Regions from separate parts of the Ovis aries genome. Here region 1 is linked to region 2. Evidence: chromatin contacts called from public Hi-C data. All regions are on one chromosome and are shown on one strand. The core of a region is the stretch at or near the end of the contact, and the rest is flanking DNA. Distances in the headings are between cores, read along the strand shown. Region 1 has its middle 13 kb from the start of CXXC5. Region 2 overlaps DNAJC18 (DnaJ heat shock protein family (Hsp40) member C18).

Region 1 (5,611 bases), core at 530-3,029, 150 kb after region 2:
TCAATATAAGCAGAAAAACTCAAAGACTGAGACTGTACAACTTTAAGGCCTTTGGCTTCAGTGTAACACAGTCACCAGCCAGCTTTGCCCTTTCTCAGTGCCTGTTCCAGGGCTAGTTAAAGAAGAGGTAGAGTCGGACATTTCTGTGACAAGTGATTACTTTTCATCTTTGAATTTTTTGTGGAGCTGCATCTTAACCAGAGCAAACTTCAGATGCCTGTCTTCAAACTGCCTCTCATCAGATGAAGAACGATATGAAGGTCTTATCACCAGAATAGCAGTTTAATAGTTTTCCGCTGCGTGGGGGTTTGTTTACAACCTCCAGTGTGAGTTGTTAGTAGAATGGCCTTTTCCGGGGCTGGGGTTCCTGATGACCTGACGGTGCACACTGAAAACAAATGGTTGATCACTTGGCAAAGTGAAGAAAAAGTTACTAAGTGCCCAGGTCAGGCCTCCGGTGATGGATGTCCAAAGAAGAGCAGTGCCCGCCTTAGTGTGCTGTGTTCCTTTTCAGACTTCTCTAAGGATATGAGCTGAGACAGCAGCCATTTTCCCAGGCACCTCACTTCTTGCCCTGAGTCACTTGTTCTCCTATTTGAATTTCTTCCTAAATACTTAGGAATCTTGATTCTTAAAGGATACTCCCCTACCATAAATTGTAGGGCCTATTAGAGAACAAGAATTACGAGTAGGGAGGGTTTGGCCAGCTTTTTCACCCTTGATTTTCCATAGGAAATGAAGGTAGCTTTGGAAGCTCCATAGCTGCTGCTGCCTAGACCATCTGACTTGGAGGTTTCTAGAAACAATACACAAATACAAACTGACAATTGGGCTCCAGAGCCAGCTCAGGGGTGAGATGTTCCATGCTTGAGTTAGCAAATCTAGATTAACTCCCTGACAGCTGGGGCATGGGATCTACCTCCAGCTAATTGAGGGGCTACTGGTTCTTCTGGGCAGTGTCCCCTCCACCTACATTCTACATCTCTGCCGTCTTTGAATGGTGTGGCTGCTTGCAGGGTGTTGAAGTAAAAGTTGGAAGATGGCATTTCAGAGATGCCCAGGACTTTCAGTCACCTGCTACAGTGTAACAGAAGGAACCAGGGGAACGAAGGCTTTCTGAGATCTGCCAGAGAAGTTGAGCTTTGTCAAAGAATGGCTCTGGGTCATCTAAGCCTGGCCCTTCTTTGGAGGGGGCAAAGAGCATAAGACAGAGTAAGGGGAAGGTTCTGCTGATGCTGCTAAGTCACTTCAGTTGTGTCCAGTTCTGCAACCCCATGGTACCCCAGCAGGCTCCCCTGTCCCTGGGATTCTCTAGGCAAGAACACTGGAGTGGGTTGCCATTTCCTTCTCCAGTGCGTGAAAGTGAAGTTGCTCAGTCGTGTCTGACTCTTAGCGACCCCATGGCTGTAGCCCACCAGGCTCCTCTGTCCATGGGATTTTCCAGGCAAGAGGACTGGAGTGGGGTGCCATTGCCTTCTCCAGTTTTTTAACTTCCAAGCTGGATAGAAAGGATCCTTCAAGTTTGGGGTGTAAATTTTGGGAAGATTTGGCAGAATTTCTTTGTGATTTCTCCTCTTAACACCGTCCCTGGGTTCTTCCCTGCTTATCCTGTCCCCTGCCACCCTCTAACTTTAACTAACAGTTGAGTAGGTTTAAGTTTCTGTGCCCTCAGATGGAGGAGGTGACTGAAAGGGGCTTTTGCTTGGGTAGAGAGTGAGCTGTCTGAGTGGATGCTAGTACCTGAGTTGCCAGCAGAGGGCAGTGGTGACCTATAGCTATAACAGTCATGAAGTGGGTGGTCAGTAAATCTGCTTGGACAGAACCTGGGAGGGGCTTTTGTTGGGCTGGGGAGGCCTGTTTGGGCTTGGCTTTGTTTACAGATTATCCAGAACTGGGTGGCCCGGTGCCTAGCTCAGTTACGCTCCATCATAGCCTTAATCACAGTAAGGAAACAGGTTAGTATTCTAGCCCAAGGTCTGCCAGAAGTATCAAGCCACCTTTTCCCCTCAGCATTGGTATAGTAGCTATGTGCATGTGTGTGGACAGGTTTGTAAGGACCAGGCCAGGGCCTTTGCCACCTAGCTTTAGGTTGCATGGGCACAAAGACCTGTCTGTTACTTCATGTGAATAAAGGGACCCCATATTTCTAGTACTTCTCTGCCTGGTGCCTACCATTAACCTTTCCCCAAAGATTAGGCAGTCCCTATGACTAGCCAACTAGTCTTGCCTGCCTACCTACTCTGGGCAACCAGGACATGACTTCATACCTGAGAGATGGAGGCTGAGGACAGGAGGAACAGAGCTGGGAGTGGTAATAAGACCTGGGAAATATTATTCCCTTGTCCTTTTCAATCTTATCTTGTGTTTAGGGGCCCCAGTCCCCAGTCTTCCAGCCCAACAGCTGTGAGCCTCCAGGGCCACTACCCGGAAGCCAGCTGCCTCTTCTTGGGGAATTCTTTGAAATTCCAGGCTTAGCCATCTGGGTATGCAAATAACTCCAGATTTGCTGAACCCACCAAGTGGTTGCACCCTAGGCAGAGCTGTGAGAATTTAACTGCTACTATCCCCAGATGGGGAAAACTGCCTAGGGGCTCTTGGTGCATGGAACCTATGCTTTTACCTATTGTGAGACTCTTAGAGTGGCAGAGAGGGGAGTCCTGGGGGTTCCCTAGGTCCTGCTTTAATTACTAACTGTATAAGGGATTTTGCATCCAAAGGGTGAGTTGGGAGACCCTTGGAGTCCTCCTGGAGTGTGAAGCTCTCAGCTTCCAGCTCTCAGCCCTGGAATAAGGAGGGAAACCTTGGGTCTGGTGTGGCTGAAAGGATGGGGACTATCTACAGGGAAAGCTTCTGACTTCCTACCATGCTAGATCAGGGAATAGAACTAGCTTAAACAGCCCAGAGTAAGGCCAGCAGTCTGGCCCCCAGAATGCCTTGCTTTCTCTCAGGCCTCCCCCTGGGGCTGGTTATCTGGCTGTAGCAGGAGGAATGTGTGCTCTGAGTGGGGAAGGGGGGTGGCGGCAGGGTCAGGGCAGAAACCTGGGAATGTGGACTGCCTGCCACTGTCCCTGTTGGAGGGAGGGAGCCATGGAGAATGTGGCTGACAGGCCCCAGGCGTGGGAGAGTGTAGGCCTGCTTGTGTGTGTGTGTGTGGGAGGGGGCTGCCCATGTGTGTAGGAACTTGTGAGAGTGTGAGAGAATTGTGAGCATGGACATTCCTTAGTGTTTATGCATATGGGTGTGAGCCTAAACTGTAGCCTTTGAGAAACAGAAGTCAAATCCGGATTTGAATCACAGACCCATAACTTTTCAGTTGTATATTCTTGGGCAACAAATTTCTCTCTCTGTTTGGTTTTCTCATCTAGAAAATGGGTACTTGACCCAACCTGGCCCATAGCAATGCTTGGTGGAAAATGGCCTTAACATATTAAAGGGTTGGAGCTGCCTGTGAATGCTCCTGGATTCAGGGAAGTTGGCCTAGGTAGTTGCACATCTTTGCTGGACTCCTATACAAGCCAGAGGATTTTGAGCAGGACCATCTCCCAGGAAACCCAGGGACTTGGGGCATGTTGTCTGGGCCCCTTTGAGGCCTATACCTTACCCATTTGGGCAAGGCCTGCAAAAATTTACCCAAAAAACAGGCATTTAGATGGACATGCCTAGCCAGCCTGTGTGTCCCTGTACAGGGTCTGTGTCTGTTTCTTTTGGGGAACAAATGAGGGGTCCAGCTACCCTTTCTAGTGGATAAAAACCTGGAATGGAATGCTGGGAAGAGCAGCCTCCAGCCACCTGGGAGTGGGGATGATGTGGATAGAGGCCAGACCTCCCCCACAACTGTTTCTCCATCCTACCTGGAGGAAGCAATAAGGGTTGAGAGGTAATTGTAGCACTGCCCATAGCCCAGGATCCTTGGTTTCCTCCATCCTAGGTCACAGGCTACCTAGTGGTTCTGCAGCTCTTAAAGAGTGCCTGTGTGTGTATATGCACGTGTGCAGGAGGAAGGGAAATACCTGCTCTGGAAGGGGAGCAGGTATTGGAATTTGGACCAACTGGCAAGATTTGGGATCCAGGCACAGAGGTTGAGGGATTAGTCAGATACACAGCCAGACAAGAGAATGTTTGAAGTCTTTCCTGGTGGAACAGTTACGGGGTGCTCCCTGGCTGCAAGGGATTACTGGAAGCCCCTGGGAGGGCCAAGGCCTTAACTGGAGGAAATGAGGGCTCCAGCCCAGCTAGCCCTACAACTGGAACCACAGGAGTGGCTTGTAAGGCTGTGTTGAAGGATCTTCACCTTGTTCCTACACACATGTACCACTAGGAAATGGTGTCTGGGGGTTGGGGGTTGAATTTTTTAATCTGGGGCCAGCCCTCTTTCCTGATTTAGATTTGTAATAGGGAGGGCTCTGGAGCTGATGCCTCCATTTCTATACGGGAAATGAAGCAATGGAGAGACAGATTTGCCATGGTCTTTAAGGAGCTTTCGTGGGAGGTTCTGGGACCCTGTTGGAACTGAGTATATCATTGTTGGGCCTCCTGTGTTCTCAACCTTGTGACAGTGGCAGGAAATGGGGCCAGTAACTATGTACTAGTTGAGCTGTACCTGATGAGAGATTGGAGGTGGTTTCCCCACCAAAGTCCCAGAGTGTGTGTGGCCAGTGTGGCAGTGTACTAAGGGAATTGATATGTGTGACCACTGTGTGAATGAGTATAGCAGTTTGAGTTTGTGATGCTTGGATTGTGTTTCCCAGATGCGTGTAATGGCTGAACTAGTTTTGTTGCTGAGATGAATCAGATTTCTGGAGAGGGATGGACCTATCTGGAGAGAGTGATGTTATTAAGTAGTTATAATCATTACATTGATATGACTTAATTAGTATGTGTTGTGTGTGTTAGTCGCTCAGTCGTGCCCGACTCTGCGACCCCATGGACTGCAATCCACCAGGTTCCTCTGTCCATGAGATTTTCCAGGCAAGGATTCTGGAGTGGGTTGCCATTTCCTTCTCCAGGGGATCTTCCCAACCCAGGGATCAAACCTGGGTCTCCTGCACTGCAGGCAGATTCTTTACCAACTGAGCTACAAGGGAAGCCCAAAATATTTTGGCCACATGGCATGTGGAATCTTAGTTCCTAGATCAGGGATTGAACCTACAACCCCCTACAGTGGAAGCGCAGAGTCTTAACCACTGGACTGCCACGGAATAATCCCAGTACCCACTGTGTTTTGAATGCTTACCAGGTGCTTGGCCCAGTACTAAGTGCCTAACCTGCTCATTGGTTCTGTAAGAGCCCTCAGAGTTAATGCTGGTTTGCCTGTGCCACAATATTTATTTTCCCATGTTATATTCATATTGGGGGGTGAGATTCAGCTGCATCTGTTGTCTTAGTTGCTGAAATGCAATTTGTGGCAGTGTGGGGCCCTGATGTATACCTGGGCTCTCTATCCTTTTGGGTTGCCAATATGGGGCACTGTTGTTTCTTAGTTTTAAGGCCCAATTTGACAATGTTCTTTGAGGTGATGGTGTATAATTCGGCTCTGTGACTTTTTTGTTTTGTTGTGTGACTTTGTTGTGCAACCAGAGTATGTGACTCCCTTCTGTCATGTAGTTGAGAC
Region 2 (5,169 bases), core at 2,485-4,984:
ACAGCAAGAATAAGCCATAACTAGAAAGTTTATATATGATAAAACCTTCCAAATGATGTAGGCAAGAGGAAAACGCTTATTTTACCACCATGCAAACAACCCATCTAAAAATGCAACCCAGGAAATTATAGTTTAACAATATTCTGGACAGTACCAAATAGATTAAACTATCCTTCAATCCAAAGCACATCCTATCCCCTTGAGGAAAACCAGATGTGAGTGTTGTTGTCTATTTGGTAATAAATAAAACGGTACCATCAGTGCTATAAAAACAGACAATAGACCTGACACCTAATGAAGTGAGTTAGTATTGCCTCTATTTAGTATCATCACAGATAACTCATCTCTGCCATGAAATCCATAAAATGTGTGACTACTATTCATGGGCACCTAGAGCAGGGACTTTTAACCTGTCAAGTCAGTTTAATTATGGCCCATTTTCTAGCAGAGGTTGGGGTTGGGGAGAGTAGAGCTTTGATTTTTAAACGTATAGGAAAACAACCTTCTACAGCCCATCTGGCTCACAGGCACATTTTACCATGTAGATCCCTTCAATTACTCCAAGGGGAACAAGGAAGTCCCCCCAAACCCAGAACATAAGACCTAGTTGGGTGACAAAAATTTGGCCATCTCTGGAGCTGCTGTCCCTCCCTGGGACTGAGCAGGTGTCCCCTACCAGCTACCAAAGCCCCACTCTCTACCTCTGCACTCATCTCCTGACCCTGTGGGATGCTCCCAGGTAGAACCATACTAAATACGTCTGCTTAAACAGCTTAAATGGCTCTGCCACTGAAAGAAGAAACTCTACTTTGGAAATGAGTTTTAATGAAGACTCTCCTTGCAACAGGAACTTTTCTTCCATCCTGAAAAAAACATGGAGTGTTGACTATAGTCACCTACTGATCCTTCTAGGTTCAGATTCATGATACAATCTGGGCAACTCAATCCTGTAGCTCACCTCCACACGAAGTCCCAGAACCACACAGCCCATGCGATGGCTTCCCTCTTCCTTGTCACCAGTGGGAAGAGTTGCCTCTTTTTGTTTGGTATGATAAGTGGTGTAGTGAGGTGTGCTGAGTGGATGCAGGACTGCCATAGAAAGGATACCAGGTCCCAGGCTGGGAGGTAGTGCAGGAGGGGCATCCTTGGGAAAGCTTCTGCTTTTACCAATATGGTTAGAATCACCTGAGCAAGGGGGATGTGCACTCACTTTGTACTTGATTATCAGCCTACCATCTAGCTCTGCCACAACCAGTTGTGTGATCCAGGTCAACCATGTAGCCTCTGTGGGCCGATGGTCTCATCCATACCAGGCACTTAACAGACATTGACTACATGAGAAAAGCATCTCCTACCAACGCCAGATCCCGCCAGGCCCCAAGCCACAGACTAAGGGTCTTTCCTCTCTATCTCTAGGTCTGAGCAGCCTGGCCGGGTGGGAATGCCTCCTCTTAGGTCTGACCACTGTACCTCTATGGGGTATAGGGACTCAGCTCAGTGTGATGCTGCAAGGAAAAATGACAAAGAACATTCTCTGGGTTCTATGATGGACTAGGGAAACTGCACTGAACAGCTGAGACTCAGACTTGCTTTTTACCTTCACCACTGGCCCCTGTTTCTGTGTGTCCATTGAACTGTTTACTCAGTAACTGTTAATTTCTGGGCCCTCTGTAAGAGAGAGGGTTAAGAAAGTAAAAGGAACTGAAATCAGGTAGTTTGCTAATGCCAGTAACTGAACAGAGATTAGGCAAATGGAAAACTGTGGACAACAGTTTGCGTTTCTCTGCATTCCCCTTTGAAAATGGAAAGCTGAGTGGTTACAACAGCTGCATCTGGTGGGGAGGTGACTCTAACAGCAGGAGAGGTATAATTCTCGTTGCACATTGTAAACAACCAATGTTAAGCTGCTTTGGCTAAGCCTAGGAATGACTGGGTATCGAGACTTCACTGAAGAAGGAAGAAAATAGGAATCTGCTCTGGGATGCCGTGAACTACATTCCTAGAGGCAGGTAGGTACGGCTCAGGGGGCTGGATCTAATGCTTGGCCGTGAATTTAGATGACCTGCCCCTTGTTCCTGAAGCCAATCCCCAGGAAGGATTCTGTGATGACAAGTCTGGCTCCATGCTGAAGCGCCTCCAACTCTGCCCACCAAACAAAGTTAGCAAATTGTGAAATGTTCATCATTTCCTAATTTTGTATTATAAAATGGAATTAGGAACATAAACAGTAACATGTAGCAAAACCCCGAGCCTGCGTAGGACTATCGGCCTCTCAGCCACCTCTGCGTAGGCCAATAAGTTTGGAAAGTTTTTCACAGTTTTCAAGTTTCAGCGATTCTGCTTTCTGTTTCAATCGTTCATCTCTGTATAATCCTGCCAAATTGGTCAACTCCGACTCTGAAAGATAAAAGAGGTAACCAATTCATCAAGAGAGTTGAGCTCCTTTGTTTCACTTCAATACTTCTGGAAGCAAAGCTCCTTTTACTTTATTTAATGCTTTTTCTTTCAATTTAAGAAAAAACTCATTTACTCGAGAAACATGCATCAGGAAGCTATACCACACCAGGTGCTAAGGATTAAGGGACACCTGTGATCCTGGAGTCCGACAGTATCTGTGCTCCATTACAAAAGCACCGGACTTAGCTCTTATCAATAGAACATTTGGCACTAGACTTAGGAAACCTGCACGTGTGCAGTAAGAGGAGACTCTGTTTCAAGGCTTTCCTACGAATGGTATTCAAGTGGCAGTTGGGAGAGAATGGAGTCCGATCGCCTGTTCCTGTCATCTGAAACAAAGGCAGCTGCTTCACCCTTCCCGAGTCGCCGGAGCATAACTCACATGCGCTGCTGGACACAGAGCCCTCCTCGGGGGGCCTGCCTGCTCTAGGTGCCCAGGCTGCTGGCTGCATCCTTCATGCCCTCACCACATGGGGGGCCCCTAACTCAAAGGGCAAAGGCAGCTGGATTCTTTTAAAAGTGAAATCATCTGGATCTGGTGACCTCTATCTCCTTGACGAAATATATTTCATTTTCTCCTCATAGTGGAGAAGGTCATTCTATTTTTAACCAGAATATAATCTCTGCTGTCCTCCTGGACTCAGCAGCGGTTTGGCGACCTCTCTTTTTTATTCTTTTGTATAGTTTCAGAGACACTCTGAGGAAGGAATGCCTGAAGAGAACCTCTAGAGACATGATGTGTATTAACAGGAAGGCATGCTTGGAGGGCCTGTGTATCTTCAACAGCAGACAGCTACTCAGTGTTTAAAGGCCCACACTTGTGAAAATGCTATTTTAATCATTCTTAAATATGCCTACTCATTCTTAATCACCTTGCTGACAGATTTTGTTTTTCTTTGTGAACGAGAGGCACCTGTCTGATTAATCAGCAAACTGACTGGAAACAGGACTTAATACTTAGCCACAGGGAACAATGAGCATTGGTTTCTGAATAAGTCTCTATCAACACAAAATACTGGCATTTCTGCTCACAATGATTCCGTTTACACCAAGTAAGGCCCAAAGTGCAGATTAAGTGCAGGACTTTAGGGTGAGGGGTGGGGATGCATGAAAACCCACCCTCTACAATAGGGGCTCAGAGCCCGGGCCCTGGCCCAGCAGTTGCTTGGCAAGCAGCAAGTCTCCTAGGCTCCAGAACAATGTGCTTTCACCCCGTGGCATGGGGCCTGCATTGCGTGCCAGCCAGAGCTTGCCTTGGCACAGGCATCCTCGCGGGTGATGCAGCTTCGTGGAGGATCATGGGCCGCACCCAAATGAGAGTCCTTGCTGCCTTGTTCCACCCAGAGCTGGGCACTGACTCCATTTGTCTGGCTGCTTTGGCATGTGGGAAACCTGTTCAAGAGGACTCTGTGGTCCTCTGGAGTCACAGCTGCACCAGTATGTAGAGCAGATTCTGTGGCTCAGCTTTTCCTTGAAGTGATTTCCTTAGGGTTTTTTTGTTACTGACCTTATCCAAATGTCTCACTGCCTGAAATCTCATTCCAGAAAACATTAACGGCTAGTGATTCTTTCTATTTTCTACACTGACAACCACTGTAATAAGCTGATGAAAGAAAATATACATGCACATATATGAATGCTTTCTCAAAACATGCTCCAAAGGTTTAGAACCCTGCTCCAGAGCAGTGACCCTGCACAAGGACAGTGTTTCAAGGAACCATGCCCCACACCCCCATGATCATGGTTGGAGAAACTTCTCTCCAGATAGCCACTGAATCCTTTTGTACTTCAATGAACAAAAGCTCAACTCAAAGAATATGTTACTTTTGACAAGTTCTGTTAATATTCAGTAACTTCTAAGGAAAAACAAAATCTTTGGCAGGGGCAGAATCCAGGGAACATTTTTTTCTTCTCTGCATAATGTTTCCCCTGCCCTGAATGCCAGTGTAATAGATGAACCAAGCATTGAGCTTTCAGAGTAAACTGACTTGGGCAAATTGCCAAGAGAAGCAAGTCCCAGAGCCTCCTCTCCCAAAATACTCTGCCCAAAAGCTCAGATGGGAGTCCTGACAGATCCCAACCACCATCATGATCCAGCCATGTGAGTCAGAGCTACATCTAGTTGAGCAAGGCCAAGCAAGGTCTGGATTCTGTTAGGATCTGGGCACTTACTATATGCTAGACACTATGCTAAGTGTTACACTCATGTCATCTTCTATAATCCATACAGCCTCTTTGGGAGGAAGTTCATTTTATCCCCATTTGAAAGCCTAAGCTCCTGCCCTCTCTGCTATCCTGCTCCAGAGCATGGACAGTTCTCCTCTGCCAGGCAGGGCTGGGGTCTCAGTCCCGCTCAGCCAGGTCCAGAGGCAGTCCTGCCTTTCATTTCGGTCTGTGCCAGCCCAGGGCCATGGCCACCTCCCCTAGCACTGGCTTTATTATCTAGATGCAGCTGTGAAGGAGTAGACAGGGCAATCAGTGTTTACACTAAAGGAGTACTCAGAAATTCACTCTGATGAAGCATTCTAAGGAAGAGCAGAGCAAAGAAATTAACAAAAGATTTTAAAAGACAATGGCTAACCTTTGCTAAAGCAGTTTCCATTCGATATTTTGCCAAGACTGAACTTTGTTCTCAAGCAGGTTTATTTTTACAACCTCCATCCATGTGCTAAATTTAACCACGTTGGCTGCACTTGCTGTTGGATCCAGAGG

Evidence for each region. A called contact is a pair of places that touch in the nucleus more often than the background predicts.
Region 1: a Hi-C map of muscle shows a contact between it and region 2, with 4 times the contacts expected there. The contact joins two enhancer-like sites. A contact is called at or near these places in 6 of 16 Hi-C or Micro-C datasets (blood, hypothalamus, liver and 3 more).

Annotation. Positions count from the first base shown.
Region 1 is chr5:48,495,147-48,500,757 of ARS-UI_Ramb_v3.0, forward strand. No RefSeq gene overlaps it. Among named protein-coding and RNA genes, the nearest start is that of CXXC5, 13 kb to the right of the region's middle. Within about 2 kb of position 1,780, at least 8 of the 54 cell types and tissues checked have an H3K27ac peak or open chromatin away from gene starts, as enhancers often do. A contact at or near this core is called in hypothalamus, where this site is marked.
Region 2 is chr5:48,346,232-48,351,400 of ARS-UI_Ramb_v3.0, forward strand. It overlaps DNAJC18 (DnaJ heat shock protein family (Hsp40) member C18), which reads right to left. Exons shown (of 8, transcript XM_027970295.3): 8 at 1-2,397. The coding sequence ends at 2,273. Among named protein-coding and RNA genes, the nearest start is that of SPATA24, 8.2 kb to the left of the region's middle. Within about 2 kb of position 3,735, at least 24 of the 54 cell types and tissues checked have an H3K27ac peak or open chromatin away from gene starts, as enhancers often do. A contact at or near this core is called in hypothalamus, where this site is marked.